2 separate regions of the Ovis aries genome follow, and region 2 is linked to region 1. The links are chromatin contacts, called in public Hi-C maps. All regions are on one chromosome and are shown on one strand. Each heading gives the region's core, a stretch centred on a gene start, on an enhancer-like site or on the middle of the called end of the contact. The rest is flanking DNA. Distances are from core to core; before and after follow the strand shown.

The links. A called contact is a pair of places that touch in the nucleus more often than the background predicts.
Region 2: a contact with region 1 is called in a Hi-C map of mixed tissues, with 3 times the contacts expected there. The contact joins two enhancer-like sites. A contact is called at or near these places in 11 of 16 Hi-C or Micro-C datasets (blood, liver, mixed tissues and 4 more).

Annotation. Positions count from the first base shown.
Region 1 is chr1:71,206,450-71,211,726 of ARS-UI_Ramb_v3.0, reverse strand. All of the region lies in intron 11 of ABCA4 (ATP binding cassette subfamily A member 4), which reads left to right. Among named protein-coding and RNA genes, the nearest start is that of ABCA4, 54 kb to the left of the region's middle. Within about 2 kb of position 3,111, at least 16 of the 54 cell types and tissues checked have an H3K27ac peak or open chromatin away from gene starts, as enhancers often do.
Region 2 is chr1:71,471,025-71,476,301 of ARS-UI_Ramb_v3.0, reverse strand. No RefSeq gene overlaps it. Among named protein-coding and RNA genes, the nearest start is that of ABCD3, 66 kb to the left of the region's middle. Within about 2 kb of position 2,936, at least 6 of the 54 cell types and tissues checked have an H3K27ac peak or open chromatin away from gene starts, as enhancers often do.

The sequences.
Region 1 (5,277 bases), core at 1,862-4,361:
TCCTTTCCAAGTGGCTGTGAGGATGAGACTGGAGGGGGTTGGGCACCTAGCCATTTGATGCACGGCAGCTCTTGCTGTGAACCACAAGGATGTCTACCCTTGAACCACAGGCCATCTGAGGAATGTCCCTTTTTCTCATTTCATGTAAGCATTAACCAGGGATGTGAAGCCACTGTTCATATTAACCTTGTGAACTGGTTTAGAATCAGGACTGCCAGATTATTCCAGAAGGGTACAAAAGTCTACAGCATGAAAGCATATTATTTCAAGAGCCATGAACTGAATCACAAACAGCTTATGGACAATGATCTTATTTTATGTCTCATCAGTCTTTCAGAAACATAGAACTGGGTCAAGGAAGGAGAACACAGGTCGGGGATGGGGCAGCTTGAGTCATAGGTGGAAGGAAGGAAGGTGCATTTGAGTCTGCTGTGACCAGCCACTGTGCTGGACAGCCCTACACGTCATCTCGTGCAACACTGCTGCCTGCCCAGTGGGCATAATTGTTACCATTTTATAGAATTAAAGACCTGGTAGCCTAATACATCACAGCAGATGAGAGATGGCTTCAGAATTCTAACCCAGAACTGTCTGGCTGTGAAAAGGAAATTTTTTCTTCTACCATAGGGGCCACATTAGTAGGGAGCTCAGTAAGTTTGGATAAATTATATAATGAGTTGGATGCATGTGTCCAGCTCTTTGCAACACTATGGACCATAGCCTGCCAGGCTCCTCTGTCTGTGGGATTCTCCAGGCAAGAATACTGTAATGGGTTGCCATTTCCCCCTCCAGGGGATCTTTGTGACCCAGGGATCGAACTCTAGTTCTTTACCTCTAGCACCACCTGGGAAGCCCATTTAATCAATTGGATAAGGACAGTAATTATTTTGTAAAGTTCAGGATAGCAAACACTATTCTTTTTCAGTCTTTTCTGCTTGGAAATAGCTAGGTTTAGAGGCTTCCCAGGTGGCACCAGTGGTTAAAGAACTCACCTGCCAGGGGTCGAACCTGGGTCGAACCTCTTTACCGACCGAGCTACCAAGGCCTTCATAGTGGTAGTATCTCAGAGAGCTGCTACAGTTCAATCTAACGGAAAAGAAACAAGTTGCACAAATCCAAAATGTCACAAATCCTCCAAGCACTGTCAGTTATCCTCCAACTGTCTCTGAAATCCCCCTTCCTCACTCTCTGCATGTATGGCCTCTGTTTTCAGGGACCAGTACCAACAAGTCTCCTAGCTGGTTTCTGGGCCTCTGGTCTCTTGCTGCTTCTGTTCAGCTCCCACACTGCCCAGTGAGATTTTGCTGAAACTCATCTTGCCCTCACTTACTGGTTCTGTGATTTCAGGCAATATTGTTCCCCTGCCTGCTGAAAATAAGGATGGTAAGTGAAGTTACAGCTAGGGCAGCATTTACCAATGTGGCTGGACTGGGTGTTTGTGATTGGAATATGCTTTCAACAGTCAGTGCCCGGCTCTGTTGCTTATTAAATATTTTAAGTATGATAACACTCACCTCCCAAAGTTGTTGGAATGATTAAACAAGAAAGCTTTGAGAGCTAAAGTGCCCTGCAGTCAGCCAGACTGTTCTCTCTCCTTGAACCCAGCTACACAGGAAGCATCACCTGGGGGCTTTGCTGGAGTGTGAGACTTCATGCTCCAACGTGACCTTTTTATTTGTTTCATTATTGTATTTATTTTAGAAACAGACATTTTTAAACAGCTGTGCATTTCCTCTTCCTTTGTTTTCCAGTCATGGTGCATTTCCGCACTTCTTACAGTTGAACATTTCAGAGGTCTGTTCATGGTGCCCAGTGTGTTAGATAAAATTTATTGCAGCGCCTTTGGCCTGTACTTCACCATCCCAACCAACACAAACAGCCCAAAGCTATTTTATCCAGTGGCTTTTTCCATGTGGGGAGAAACAAATCTTGAGTGTTAAGGTTTAGATCTGCCAGGAAATTCATTCTGGGATGTTTGCCCACATCCACTGGCATTTTTCAAAAGGAACCCCAGGTATCTACATTAACACCAGCAGGACCACTTGAGGCATTCATCAGCCACTTTGTTCTCGGCCTGAGTGTGGAAGTTAAAGATGTAAGAGACAAGGCTGTAGAGCCAGCATCTCTAAGGGTGCAGTGCTTTTCTTATCCCTGAAGATTTATCCCTCACACGTCCTGAACATGTTAGTCAAAAAAGGTCAGCACAGAGTACCAGTCCCCTTTGATTATCAAGTTCAAGCCAAGAGAATGATTCTTTCTTTCTTTGCCTCTACTGGATATAGTTTTCCACTTGAGAGATAATTTAATTTATTTATTACTTAATGTGTTTGAATTAGCATTGGAGGGGTCACGGTAGAAGAAGGAAGCCGGCTGCTACTGCAGCTTCTTTTCCCAAGGTGGTGTTTGACTTAGCTGTATAAACAAATGACTGCATTCTCCAGAGGTCCTGAACACAGCTGTCTGCCCTGGAGAGGGCCACACCTCTTCCGGCAGGGTGAACTCTGCTTCCTGCTGAGAATCAGCAAAACAACCAACAAGGAATGGTAGGGATTGTGTAGACTTCAAATGGCAATGACCCTGCCACCCAGATTTTGGCCACAGCAGTTGGAAACTGAATGAGACAAGGAAACCTCTTCTCTTGCTTTACTGCCCTTGGCTATCACAGGGCATTCTAAAAATTCTCTTTGAGATTCTCAACTCTGGTTGTAAAATTTGTCTAGACTATAGCCATGAGACCCTGGAGATACTGTCTTTTTAATTAGTGAAGATGCCCTTTGAATTTTTTCCTAGTCATGATGCTATCTTTCTGCTGAGCCTCTCTCACTAGCCAGTTCTTATCTACCTACAATATTCTTCCCAACATCCATGATCACACTGTTTCTCTCTGTTTAGAACCAAAGAGCTTTTATAAACAGACTCTGTGGCTTCAGTCTCATTGGAATCTATTATGTTTTAACTTACAAGCCAACCAGACCAGACCAGATGTGTCAAAATTTATGACCGTGGTTAAGGGTGTAGTCATTCACCATTGCTTCCCAAACACACTCATGCACCTACTCACATGAGTATACATGTTCATTAGTCAAGATCTTAACTTCAGGAACCCAGAGTAAGTACCAGTAGGGAATGAGGTCACTTGCTGTGAGGCAGGTGGCCTCCCCATGAGAATGCAAGGATACATTATGAATCATACCTCGGGGTATGACCTAGGGACCTCTGACTCATGTCCAAACCAGCTTCCACAGCTGCTCTGCCTTGACCTCTGGATTAGTTTCATAAGACCTTCCTCTGGATAGAGTTGTCTGACTTTCAACTAATGGCCAATGAGCAAGCTAGTGAACACCAGTGGCTTAGGATCCATCCCACCGCCACCCCTATTGCCCAGGTGGAAGCTTTGGCTTCTGTCCATAGCATACTTCTAACCAGATGGGGTGCTGCAGATAAGTATGGGATGGATTGTGTTCCCAGCCATATTGTTTTTTTAAAATAACTGTCTTCTTTCCAGGACAAACAGCTATTATAAATGGCTGGGCTTAAATGCCACTAGACTCTTTTAACTTTGAAGATATTTTGCCAAAACAGTGATTAAAATTGTATTGATCAAGTCCTCATTATTTGTGAAATAGTTTAGTATTCCCTGGTGGCTCAGACAGTAAAGAATCTGCCTATAATGCAGGAGACCTGGATTCGATTCCTGGGTCAGAAAGATCCCCTGGAGAATGGAATGGCAACCAACTCCAATATTCTTGCCTGGAGAATCCCATGGACAGAGTAGCCTGGTGGGCTACAGCCATGGGGTCACACAGAGTCGGGCACGATTGAACAACTAACAGTCACTCACTCTTAGGATCCTACATAGTTAAAACACAGGTTCTTTCCGGAGGAAGTTTACTTGTTTGCCTCATAAGAGAGCTTGGAGTGATCATCATAAAGTGGTTGGGAGGATTTGAGGGGTTAATACAAGCAAAGCCCTTGGACCAGTTTTGGGTACATAGTAAGCCTTCATTAAGCATCAACTGTTATTCTTACCAGAAGGCAGTGGTTGGCCCTTCCCAAACACACTCATGTGATCCTTAGAACATACCTATAAGGTAGGCACATCTCCATTTTGCAAATAGAGAAAGAGAGGCCACATGGTTAGCAAATAGCAAAGTAGGGATGGCATTCAAACACTACCCTGTACCATCTTTCTAGAGATGATAATTTAAGTTTGAAAATGGGTCAAATGTTTCAGAGTAAAAATGAGTGAGAACCATTTAGGTTTTGTTTTTCCAGAGAGTATCAGAGTACCAATCTAGAGAGACACAGCAGGAAACATGACTGCGAATCAGCTGCCTGATAAAACAGCCAGAATGGAGCCCAGGTCATGGCAGGACTGAACAATTTCACTGAAAAACCAGCACTACTCTACTCTACTATAGATTTCCCTTTAAGACATGAAAGGAGAATTCAAAGAGCATGGGTTAGATTGCTCAGAAAGTCATGTTATTAAAATGTTTTTGTTTTTATTGTTTTTTTTTTTTTTGCTTTAATGAGAGTTATACTCTTGTTAACATTATACCAAAAATTCACCTTTCACTAATTTCTCCCAGTTTATCATCTGATTTCAGGTGCATAGGATTATGTTCAAAACTCACAGTAGTAAGGTTATATTTCTTGCAGCATTTGGGACTTCTAAATTTAACTCAATTCAGTATACACTTATTAAGCCCCTTTCATGAGGAAATACTGTTACAGAGACTTAGTAAACAAGACATGGCCCCTGACCTCCGGAAATTTACTATCTTTAGAGCTGTGCTAACAATACAGTAACCAGCAGTCACATGTGACTATTTAAATTTAAATAAAGTGAAAAGGCCAGTGCCTCAGATGCATTAGCTTCATTTCAAGTGCAAAATAGCAATGTGTGCTTCCTGGCTACCATGTTGGACAGGGCAGAAGTAGAACGTTTCCATTGTGGTGGAAAGTGCTGCTGGACAGTGCTGCTCTATTGACCAGAAGCAAGAGATCTTGCTCAGGAATTCTGTTCTCCCACTTTGCGGCTGCTCTTAGAGGAATGTGAAGGACCAGCACCACCCTTCAGGCTTAACAGTTGAAGACATGGATCCATATTCTGCTTCTGACCCATATTGACCTTAGACAAGGACCTTTGCCCATCGGATACCAGTTGCCTCATCAGTAAAGCAAAGACATCAGACCATAAGACCTCTATGACTCCTCTGTCCAAGTGCCTTGTGATGCTATGAGGGAATTGATAGACTATTCTCTGTGTGTGTG
Region 2 (5,277 bases), core at 1,687-4,186, 260 kb before region 1:
AGGAGCTTAGGCTTTAATCCAAGCTGTCATTTAAAACAACTCAACAAACAACCCAAATGTTTGTCCGCTGGGAAATTGATAAGCAAATTGTGGAACATCCATGCAGTGAAACACCCGTCGACAATAAAAAAGAAGGAAACTACTGATTCACACATCTTAGAAATGACATCACATTTTTGCAGTGTTCTGTTTGTTCTAAATCATTATGTTAAATGAAGGAAGCAAGACAAAAAAGAACTACATACTTTATGATTACATTTATAGGAAATTTCAGAAAAGGCAGACTTACAGTGACAAAAAGTAGATGATGTTTGCCATAAGGGAAGGGGGTTGACTCCTAAGAAGCACAAAGAAATTTTCTGTTTTTTGAAATAGATGGTGGTTTGATTAAGACTGTGTACCTTTGTCAAAACTTATCAACTTGTATACTTAAAATTAGTGACTTTTTTTTTACTGTGGTAAAATATATAGCATAAGCTTGCCCTTTCACCCTTTAAGTGTACAGTTTATTGGCATTATTTATATTCACAGAGTTGCACAACCATCATCACAATATATTTCCAAAACTATTTCTTTTCTCTAAAAAGAATTAAGCAATAACTCCCCATTCATTCTTCCTCCAGGGTGACTTTTATTGTACTCAAATTATACCTCAATAAAGCTGATTTTAAAAATTCACTGCCTGCATCCAGCCCCGCTGCCTGCTCTTACTTGAGATAATTTTTGCAGCCTAATATTTTATCCCTCTTTGACCTCCATCTGTGTGCTGACCCTGTGTGCCCTGGTACTGCAGTCATCTCCCTTTCCAGAGTGTCCACAAAGCACACATGGGCATGGTTTCCCTGGATTACCTGAGGACTTTACTCTTTGGCCCTCATCCAGGAAGGCGTCTCTTCCCTCTCGCCACCAGTCCATGAATCTTTTTGCCTAGCCCAGCCTATCAGGTTCTAGCTTCGAGCAACACACACCCACACCCACACCCACACACACACACACACACACACACACCCCAGATTCTCCCTTCAACAGTGTGACACAACCTGTTTGTATGTCTTACCCACCCCTGACCCTTGACCTCCTTACCCTTAACATTTTTTCCTCCTTATCAGTTAGTTAAGTCCAACTTGGACTTCACACTTATATCTTAAATAGTATAGAGCTGATTTAAAGGCCACATGATGAAAAAGACTTTGTGTTTTCTCCCCAAAAGACAGGAATCTTTTCTATGTCATCTTTCTATGATGGCATCCCTCTAAGTCCACCCTCCCAAGGAGAGGGAGCTTACTTCCAAAGTGTCATGTTCCACTGTTGCAGCAATAGCTATTAGATACGGACTGTTGCTTCTTCCGTCTTTTAAAGGTACAGAATGAAATGTTCCTCTCTCTTTCCACTCCCCTCCCCATCTTCTCCCTCCCTCCTTTTCCCCAAGATAAGCATCAAGGTGTGTGTGTGCTTAGTCGCTCAGTCATGTAGAGCCCACTTCTTATTCGTGAAGCCCAAGAGGACATAATTTGATAACAGGAGATTAAAGAAAGAGATGAACACACTCAATGCAAAGAAGTGAAGCTGGATCTGCAGCATATTCTGCCTGGGCCACCTCAAAGGAGGCTGGGCTTGGCTGCCCACCCCAGATTCCTATGTGTGGTTGGGGTGTTGAACTCCCCACCCCCACAGCTCTTCAGAGCTGGCACAGGTGATAGAGTGCTCCTTCAGTGTATGCTGCTAGGGCCCCACTTTCCCTTCAGTATGCTGAGGACAATTCGCTGGTGGAAGGAGGGAAAGAATTCTGGGGGAAGATTGACACTGTGGATAGCTGAGCAGGTTTTTCTTTGAGAAGAGAGGCAAGGAATACATGGAGAAAAGGTTAGAAGACTAGAAGAAAGATATAAAGATAAGGAGTGATATTAGAGAGCAAGCTTGTCCATGAGACACTCCATGAATAATTTAACTTCCTAAGTGCACTTCTGGAAAAACCACACTTTACCCTCAGTTTTAACCCCCTTCCCCACCATCTTGTATTATAATGTCCTTCATCTTAATGGAAATCCATCCTCCACTTCTCTCCTGCCCCCAAAGCACAGTCTTATCATCTGTACTGAACTATGAGATTCCCTGATAGAGTAATCAGTAATCAGCAAAGCTGGGAGGAGAGGAAAGCACATGGCATTGGAGTACAGCTCCTGACAGGCTGCTCAGGTGGAGCACAGGATAAAACCTTTTCAAATGCTTCTGAAAGAAAGCGTGCATTTTTAAGGAGGGGAAGATGATATTTGGGCCACAGATGGATCAGGTTGTAGACATTTTATTCCACCCCAAAGATAGGAAGCAAGTTGCAACGGATTTGTTAAGGTTAAGCACACATTTTTTAGAGTGGAGCTTTGAGTGAGGATATACTTTACCCAAAAACTATATTAAAGAAAACTAAGAAGCAACAGGGCTTCCCAGGTGGCACAGTGGTAACAAATCTGCCTGCCAACGCAGGAGACGCAACAGATGCTGGTTCAATCCCTGAGTCCGAAGATCCCCTGGAGCAGGAAATGGCAACCCACTCCAACATTCTTGCCTGGAAAATTCCATGGACAGAGGAGCCTGGCAAGCTGCAGTCCATGAGGTCGCAAAGAGTCAGACATGAGTGAGAGACTCAGCATGCATGCACAAGAAACAACAAGCTGGGACAGCTATACCAAGTGATAAGCAAAGGGTTATGACCTCAACATAGGGAAATAACCTACATTCAGTGAGAAAAGACAACATAATAGAGAACTGAAAACGATGGCACATGCAAATTAGGATAAAGGGAAGAGGGTTCATTTCCAAAGGACTGTCTGTACAGTTATGAGTGAAAGGAAAAACGAGTGCAGTCACTTGGAGCTATCTGAAGTCAACCAGATACCTCTTTTCTGTGTGAAAGGTCAAAGAGGGAAAGGTCACAGGAGCCCAGAGTGAGAGAGGGTCAGGTTAGAAGAGCAACGAACTTTGTTTTGAAGACACAACCAGTCAGATGCAACCTCCCAGGAGGGAGACAAGGGAGTAAATACTTTGAGTTTAGGCTCTTTCCACCTCCACTCTCCTGCCTGCCTCTCCACTGGCTAAATCCAGCAGGGAGCTGGAGGGCACTGGGCCATGAAACCCAGGGAGGTCAAATTTCTAGGGTGATAGCAGAGTGGAGAAAGGGGAAGAGTGACGAACAGAAGACATCCAGCACAGAAGGAAAGGATGTGAAGATGCAATTCGGAGAGAAAGAAATATTATGGACCTATTTGGCCACATGAGGTAGACTCAATCTCACCAGTCATTAACAGCTCAGATTCTTAAGTCAGACTTACTGAGACTACCCCATCTGCTACTATATTATGGAATCTTGATCAGGTCTTGTTTTTATAATTGGGGTACAAAATGGAATGATAATAGCACCCACCTGCATGCATGCCAAGTCACTCCAGTCCTGTCCAGCTCTGTGCGACCCTATGGACCATAGCCTGCCAGGCTCCTCTGTCCATGTGATTCTTCAGGCAAAAATACTGGAGTGGGTTGCCATGCCCTCCTCCAGGGGATCTTCACGACCCAGGGATTGAACCCCCATCTCTTCTGTCTCCTGCACTGACTGGTGGTGAGTTCTTTCCCACGAGTGCCATATGGGAAGCCCAGTAGTACCTATATCACAGAGTTAAAGCAGAGATCAAATGGAAAAAGATATATAAAGCCTTGAGCTGAAGGTCAGCATGAGAGAAGCAATCAATACATGATACCTGGTTTTTTCCCTTTCAAATTGGCAAATGATAAAGATCTGTAGACTTGGTATCAGCAAGGTTATGGGGCAAAAGGCAATGTCAAAGACATTTTATTGGGAGTATGAACTGGCGTACAACCTTTTTTGGGGGAACAATTATACAGTTTTGTAATTCAAAATCAGTTCAGTTCAGTCGCTCAGTTGTGTCCAACTCTGCGACCCCGTGAACCACAGCACGCCAGGCCTTCCTGTCCATCACCAACTCCCGGAGTCCACCCAAATCCATGTCCATCGTGTTGGCGATGCCATCCAACCATCTCATCCTCTGTCGTCCCCTTCTCCTCCTGCCCTCAATCTTTCCCAGCATCACGGTTTTTTCAAATGAGTCAGCTCTCCGCATCAGGTGGCCAAAGTACTGGAGTTTCAGCTTCAACATCAGCCCCTACAATGAACACCCAGGATTGATCTCCTTTAGGATGGACTGGTTGGATCTCCTTGCAGTCCAAGGGACTCTAAAGAGTCTTCTCCAACACCACAGTTCAAAAGCATCAATTCTTCTTCACTCAGCTTTCTTTATAGTCGAACTCTCACATCCATACATAACTACTAGAAAAACCATAGCCTTGACTAGACGGACCTATGTTGGCTAAGTAATGTCTCTTCTTTTTATTTTTAAAATTTATTTATTTATTTTTTGGAGGCTAATTACTTTACAATATTGTATTGGTTTTGCCATACATTGACTGTCTCTTCTTTTTAATATGCTGTCTAGGTTGGTCATAACTTTCCTTCCAAGGAGTAAGCGTCTTTTAATTTCATGGCTGCAGTCATCATCTGCAGTGATTTTGGAGCCCAGAAAAATAAAGTCAGCCACTGTTTCCACGTTTCCCCGTCTATTTGCCATGAAGTGATGGGACTGGATGGCATGATCTTAGTTTTCTGAATGTTGAACTGTAAGCCAACTTTTTCACTCTCCTCTTTCACTTTCATCAAGAAGCTCTTTAGTTCTTCTTCACTTTCTGCCATAAGGGTGGTATCATCTGTGTATCTGAGGTTATTGATATTTCTCCTGGCAATCTTGATTCCAGCTTGTGCTTCTCCCAGCCCAGCATTTCTCATGATGTACTCTGCATATTGGTTAAATAAGCAGGGTGACAATATACAGCCTTGACATACTCCTTTTTCTATTTGGAACCAGTCCATTGTTCCATGTCCAGTTCTAACTGTTGCTTCCTGACCTGTATACAGGTTTCTCAAGAGGCAGATCAGGTGGTCTGGTATTCCCATCTCTTTCAGAATTTTCCAGTTTATTGTGATCTACACAGTCAAAAAGGAGTAAACAATTCCATGTCTAATAATTTATCCTACAAAATTACTTTTGGGAATTCACAAGACTATATGTGCAAAGATATTCAATGTCATACTGTAAGCAGGAGAAGTTAACAAATTTTTACATAAACGCAAATTTACGAATTTTATTCTTGGATGCGTGGAAAGATTGAAGGCAGGAGGAGAAGGGGATGACAGAAGATGAGATGGTTGGATGG